Linked DNA regions of Hordeum vulgare: region 2 is linked to region 1. Evidence: chromatin contacts called from public Hi-C data. All regions are on one chromosome and are shown on one strand. The core of a region is the stretch at or near the end of the contact, and the rest is flanking DNA. Distances in the headings are between cores, read along the strand shown. Region 1 holds the start of LOC123427189 (UPF0481 protein At3g47200-like). Region 2 holds the start of LOC123427190 (F-box protein At1g47056-like).

The links. A called contact is a pair of places that touch in the nucleus more often than the background predicts.
Region 2: a Hi-C map of leaf shows a contact between it and region 1, with 2.7 times the contacts expected there. The contact joins the promoter of LOC123427190 here to the promoter of LOC123427189 in region 1. A contact is called at or near these places in 4 of 6 Hi-C or Micro-C datasets (all in leaf) and 1 of 1 datasets of contacts at active chromatin or transcription factors (embryo).

The regions. Positions count from the first base shown.
Region 1 is chr2H:551,416,825-551,420,405 of MorexV3_pseudomolecules_assembly, reverse strand. LOC123427189 (UPF0481 protein At3g47200-like) reads left to right here and starts at 1,845. Exons shown (of 1, transcript XM_045111169.1): 1 at 1,845-3,581. The coding sequence starts at 2,046.
Region 2 is chr2H:551,594,868-551,598,448 of MorexV3_pseudomolecules_assembly, reverse strand. LOC123427190 (F-box protein At1g47056-like) reads left to right here and starts at 1,537. Exons shown (of 1, transcript XM_045111170.1): 1 at 1,537-3,581. The coding sequence starts at 1,613. The coding sequence ends at 3,457.

The DNA of each region.
Region 1 (3,581 bases), core at 596-3,095:
AGGGCCGAAAAAGATGGGTTTTCATCAAAAAGATCAATTCTGGTCTAAATTTCAGTCAAACAAATTTTGAATTATTTGAACTGCAAAACAAAATATTTTTGGAGAAATAGGCTGAGGGTACCTAGGGCTATTATGAATAGCTTATTTGGGGTTAGAAACTAAAGGGAACTATGAGCTCCTTTGCAAATATTCGAGGTTCAAAAATGATTACAGATAATGCTTTGAGTTATAATTAAAATAGGTAAAAATAAGAAACAAATCCAAAACTTTGTGAAATTGTTTTAGATGATGTCCTCGGGAGAGAGGAGGGTCATTGGGGTGAAAACTTTAAAATTAGGAGAGAGAAGAAATGAGTGAGAATTTTAGAGAGGAGATTCAAGCATAAACCAAATTTGTGGTTTCTTAGAAACTAAAACTAAAAATCCCACAACAAAAAACCGGATAGAAAGTTTTGTCAAACCAAAAGTCATCTCAAGAAATCTTATAAAAAGTTTTCTCAAGAATCAAGTTTCCTAAAAGATTTAAAAAGAGGTATTTTTTTTCCAATATCACACTTCAAAATTCTAAATTAAAAATCTATGGGTGTTACAGACCCTCATCCCCTGCACGCTCGAATTAAAAAAGGACGCCTATGGGTCACTAACACGTGGACCCGTGATGGACGGTCGTTATTAATAAAAATGACGCCGGCTTTGGCCGAGCGCCACGTGTAAACGGACGCGGACATGAGAAAGCGCACGTAACGTCCGCGCTGACGCAATTTTAAACCGAAAATGAATCCGCATGGACGCGAAAAGGACGCGGTTTATGTTTGGATCAACGCGTTGGGCATCAACTTTTGTTCATGCCGATCCATACAGATCCGAACGGAGGGACGGACGATTTGAATCGTTGTAATGGCGGCCGATCATTGCCTGCCACGGACACTGACTTGGAGAGAGACCCATGCTGGTAGTAATCGTGCCAAGTTAATGCCGTAGGCTCCGGCCACCACAATCCATGACCATCCTGATCAACGTCCTTGCAGTGACTCTCCACATACTGTAGGCCTTGCCTCGTCGGTAATGGGCACGGAGTGGTCAGTCAGTGGGCCGCAGTTTCTGCTGCTTTGATGCATGCAGTTCATGCGTGCGTCCCACTACCCCGTCACTCCCCACTTCCGAACGACACCCAACGGCTAGAAATCGCAAATCCGCCGTTTACATCCACAGTTCCACACTCCTCATCGCCGTCGACTTTCTGCTCCCCCTTACTTTTCACGGCGTGAGGTGGCTGGAGCTGATGCCCGTTTTGCGCCGGGTGGCTAGCCAACTTTTTTGGTCCTCAACAAAGCATCTGTTCACCTGAGCTCTATGTCGCGCACTAGCCTCGGCCACTAGCGAAGGGCCCATCACGCCGACCATTTCATTGGTGCACCGTTGACGTGCAACAATAACACATAACAAATGATCATCGGTAGGCAGTAGGCTCACTGTCAAGAGCTTGTCAAACATGACATTGAGTATTAGTTAAACATATCCGTTATTTGGATGAAAACGTCGGAGCATCAAGGGCTTGGAGCATGATTAGGATGACGTGATTGGTTGAATCTTACAGCAAAAGCGATGTTTGGATGCCTTGAAGTAAGCAAATTCCTCTGACGTGACCTATGATTTTTCTTCGTTGCCGATTAATTCATACAGGCCAGTTGAGGCATACGCTACGCTGTCAGTGCCACAACAACCATGATCCTTTCTTTTTGTTGAATAAGTAATAAAGATGGCTGCATGCATCATTCGATGCAGAGGCCAGGGCTCAACCTTCTTTTCTAAAAATGATCTTTTTTTTAAGGAAATTCCAATATTTCAGTACAGCACGAATAAGCAACACATTGATAACTCCATCATCAATCATTATCTGCCATTAAATTTTCGAGCCAAAAAGATCATCATCCTGCACGTTGCTTGCCATCCTTGATCTGTCTATAACGGGCCCAGTGAGACCTGGTAACCACGAGAGGAGACGCTGCACCCAGCAGGCCGGCCAGCCAAGCCAAGCTTTCGCCAATGGTTGCCGTCTTCAACAAGGACGTCCTGAGCTGGTACCTCATCACGCTCAAGCTCAAGGAGACCGTCGACGCCAACATCAAGAAGTCCCCGTCGCCGCACTGGCAGGCGCTTCCCCGCAGCCTGCTCGTCACCAACGCCACGCCGGGGGCAGCAGCAGAGACGTTGACGCGCCAAGACCGGGAGCAGCAGCAGGCCGCGATCCCGGCGCAGTCACCGGCGTACAGCCCCAAGCCGCAGGACCCGGAATGGGTGGTGACCATCCGCGGGAAGCTGGCGCAGGCGCGCGCGGAGGAGGCGGCGTGCCCTTGGGCGCGGCTGTCCGTGTACCGCGTGCCCAAGTCCCTCCGCGAGGGCGACGAGCGCGCCTACATGCCGCAGGTGGTGTCCATCGGCCCGCTCCACGCCGGCAAGCGGCGGCTGCGTGAGATGGAGCGGCACAAGTGGCGCGCGCTGCACCACGTGCTGAAGCGCACGGGCCACGACGTCACCGCCTACCTCGACGCCCTGCGGCCCATGGAGGAGCGTGTGAGGTCGTGCTACGACGGCCGCGTCGCCTGGATGCCGGGCAACGAGTTCGCCCAGTGCCTGGTGCTGGACGGGACCTTCGTGCTGGAGCTGTTCCGCGGCGCGCTGGACGACGCCAAGGGGTTCGTGGACGACCTGGGCTACTCGCGGCACGACCCAGTCTTCGCGATGCGCGGCGCCATGCACGCCATCCGCAACGACATGATCCTGCTCGAGAACCAGATACCGCTGTTCGTGCTGGACCTCCTGCTCGGGATCCAGCTCGGCCACCCGGAGCAGACGGGGGCCGTGGCCAGCCTCGCCGTGCGGTTCTTCGACCCGCTGATGCCGACCGACACGCCGCTGCACCGGAAGGACCGGTTCAAGCTGGAGTCGTCCGTGGACGCCGACGCGGCGTTCGACCCGCTGTCGGACCCGATGCTGCACTGCCTGGACGTGTTCCGGCGCAGCCTCCTCCGCGCCGGGATGCAGCCCACACCGCCGCCGGCGGCGCGGCTGTGGCTGAAGAAGTGGTCCGGGCTGCGGCGCGTGGCCGACAAGCGGCGGCAGCAGTTCGTGCACTGCGTGTCGGAGCTCCGGGAGGCGGGCATCCGGTGCCGGCGGCGCAACACGGACCGGTTCTGGGACATCAGGTTCGACAAGGGGGTGCTCCACATCCCGCGCATCCTCATCCACGACGGCACCAAGGCGCTGTTCCTGAACCTGATCGCGTTCGAGCAGTGCCACATGGACATCGCCACGCCGGGCGGCAACAACATCACCTCCTACGCCATCTTCATGGACAACCTCATCAACTCGGCGGAGGACGTCAAGTACCTGCACGACCGGGGCATCATCGAGCACTGGCTGGGCAGCGACGGCGAGGTGGCGGAGCTGTTCAACCGGCTCTGCCTGGAGGTGGTGTTCGACATCAACGACAGCTACCTCTCCGGGCTGTCGGACCAGGTGAACAGGTACTACGACCACAAGTGGAGCACGTGGGTGGCCAGCCTGCAGCACAACTACTTC
Region 2 (3,581 bases), core at 288-2,787, 180 kb before region 1:
CCGAACCATTGTGAAAGGTAGCGCACTCTATATAAGCCGCCCTTCCCCACTGGTGCAGGGGTTAGCAATTCACTGTAATCCATATTCCACTCGACAACAAGCTCCCAAGAGCACTGGGACGTAGGGCTTTTACCTCCACCGTAGAGGGGCCTGAACTCATACAACCTCGCCGTAGCTAAGGCTCTGTCCATCCTTTCGTACCCTACACATCTACTGTCAAGCTTATACCCACGACAGTGCTCATGAGGGTAGATTTTTTTTGGCAACACGTCTCTCATTTATATCATAATATCATATTACAAGCCACATACCCATCGACTTGACAAAAATGAGAAGAAAAGGACACTAGTCTTTGCACAAAAGAACACGTGCCAAGAAAGACAATTACATTCAATATCGAAGAATCCCCTCAGTTTGACACCAACGCTAGTCAATTGTCTCAGGCACCACTACAACAAGCAACAAAGAAAAAAGGCGGATCTTCTCCTCACCCGAGCTCGACACGGACCATTGGTGATTTGCTATTTTGCATACCCTCGAAGGTGGTTGATCAAAGAAGAAGCCATTACAGTTGAGCGAGTCAGACTCAGGAACACCCTAGACACATCATTGAACTTCAGATCTAGCATGACTATTACATCGGAGGAGGAAACCAGAACTGCCGGCCATGAACCATAAACGTAGCACATGATCTACCATCTTCTAGATGTTGTGGATGCATACCACAATTCACATCTGCTCGACTACCTTCCAAGCTCCACGCCCATGCTGGAGCAAACATTTTTGGAACAACGGAGTCCAAAGACACGAGTGCACCACGATGATGCCACCGTCACCACGACATCCTTGCTTGTACAAACTGGTTTTCAAATCCATCCCCAATCATAGCACCGATCATCTTATTGGTGAAGAATCTGAAGCTTCTTAATTCAACGCCGCCATTGCAGCCGCCGAAGCCAACACGATGAGCGATCGAAAAACCTAGACTACTAGGACCTAAAACCTAAATCTACCCTATCCGCACGTGTGGATCTGTCGACAGCCCGCGGAAGGGAGCCGTCGGAGGACGGCGACAGTACGACCTGGTAGCTGGCTAGATCGTTCCTTTTTTTGGAAGAAAGAAAAGCGATGTGAAATTCACATGGGTAGGGTGTGCGTATGCGTATTCATCGAATTAAACTTATGTGTGAATATATGAGCGTTTGCGCTGTAATGTATTAAAATACGTTAGTGTTTTTTAAACAAAGTACAAACATATATGCACATACATTTATCTTTACGAACACGCACACACAAATCTAATTCTTATGAGACTTGAACTTTTATGGGCAGAAGATAACACTGTCTTTTAACCATCCAATCACATTGGTTTGTGAATTCGGTAGTGTTTGGCATGACCGTGACATTTTATGTGTGTGTGTGTGGGGGGGGGGGGGGGGGGGTGTGAAACCGTGACGTAGTATAAGCGTGACATCCCGTGTCAATGAAATTCGTCAACAAACGACCGAGTTCCCGGGGCAACCCAACCAAACCCATGAGCAGCCTCGCGGCACCACATCCATGAAGCACCTGCAATTGCAAAACAAACGCTCCTCCCTCGGAGACGTATGTTATGTATACTTTCCCCATTTTCCTCCGACTCCCAACAAACAACCCATCCCCACCGCAGGCAGCCAGCCCCAGAGCCAGAAGAGAAGAGAAGAGAAGAGATCGGCAGGCAGGCAGGCAGGCAGGCAGATCCATCCTCCCCCTCCTCTCCCATCCACCCGCATGGCCATCGCCTCCCCACGCATCCCGGGGGCGCCCGCCTAGCATGGGCCAGTCCCCCTCCTTCCCCCACCCCTCCAAATCCCCCACCAGCCCCAGGCCCCCGCCCTCCTCCTCCATGGCGCCGCCGATGCCCGCGGGCGCGGGGAGCGGCACCGGGAGCCTCGACCCCTCCCCCTCCCCCTCCACCTTCGCGGCGCCACCGCCGTCCCGCGACCACACGCAGGACCTCCCCGACGAGATCCTCACGCTCGTCTTCGCCTCGCTCACCCCGGCCGAGCGCAACGCCTGCTCCCTCACCTGCGCTCGCTGGAAGGAGGTCGACGCCGCCACGCGCCACCGCCTCTCCCTCGACGCGCGCGCCATGCTCGGCTACAACACCCCCGCCATCTTCTCCCGCTTCACCGCCGTCACCAAGCTCGCCCTCCGCTGCGCGCGCGGCTCCGGCGCCGACAGCCTCAACGACGGCGGCGCCGCCGCAGTCGCCGCCACGCTCCCCTCCGCCCGCCTCGCCAGGCTCAAGCTCAGGGGTCTCAGGCAGCTCTCCGACGCCGGCCTCGCCTCCCTCGCCGCCGCCGCCCCCGTGCTCCGCAAGCTCTCCGTCGCCTCCTGCACCTTCGGCCCCAAGGCCTTCGTCGCCGTGCTCCAGTCCTGCCCCCTCCTCGAGGACCTCTCCGTCAAGCGCCTCCGCGGCCTCCCGGACACCTCGGGCGCCGTCACCGCCACCGCCATCACCGAGGACATCCTCTTCCCGCTCGCCATGGCGCTGCGCTCGGTCTGCCTCAAGGATCTCTACAGCGCCCTCTGCTTTGTACCGCTGGTCTCCTCCTCGCCGAATCTCCGCTCGCTCAAGATCCTGCGCTGCTCCGGTGCCTGGGACTTGCCACTGGAGGTCATTGCCGCCCGTGCTCCTGGCCTCGTTGAGATTCACCTTGAGAAGCTCCAGGTCGGCGACCGTGGGCTATGTGCTGTCTCGGCCTGTGCGAATCTGGAGGTGCTCTTCCTTGTCAAGACCCCTGAATGCACCGATGAGGGCATAATTAGCGTTGCGCAGAACTGCCACAAACTGCGCAAGCTGCATATCGATGGCTGGCGCACAAACCGGATCGGTGATCGCGGCCTCATGGCTGTTGCTCGAGGATGCCCCGATCTTCAGGAGCTTGTCTTGATAGGGGTCAACCCCACCGTGCAGAGTCTTCGGATGCTTGGTGAGCACTGCCGTGCATTGGAGCGTCTTGCGCTTTGCGGGTGTGAGACCGTAGGGGACACCGAGATCATTTGCCTCGCGGAGCGCTGTGCTGCTCTCAAGAAGCTTTGCATCAAGGGATGCCCAGTCACAGACCGCGGGATGGGAGCGCTGAATGGGGGTTGCCCCAGTTTGGTCAAGGTGAAGTTGAAGAGGTGCCGCGGAGTATCGTATCAATGTGTTGAGCATCTGAAGATGGCCAGGGGGGATTCCTTCTCAATCAGCCTGGATATTGTGTTGGAGCATGATGCAGGCGCTCCAAGTGAGAATGGTGTGCAAGAGACTGGACAACAAGCACAGATTACAGAGCTAACTGGTCAGATGGCTGCCATGGACCTTCCCACTAATGCTGCTGGTGCGCAATCTTTTGCTCAGGCGAATAGTAGGATGCGGAGCGTCATGTCAGCGCTTAGAAGGAGATTTGGCAACCCTCCACCAGCGTGATGTGGGATGGAAATCCATCAGCTCCTTTGCTATTGATCGTCTCTAATCTCATGTCCGTGTTCCTTAGCTTGTTACATTTCGTATCCAGTCCATGCAAAAACTCCTTATGGATAATTCCGTGTTT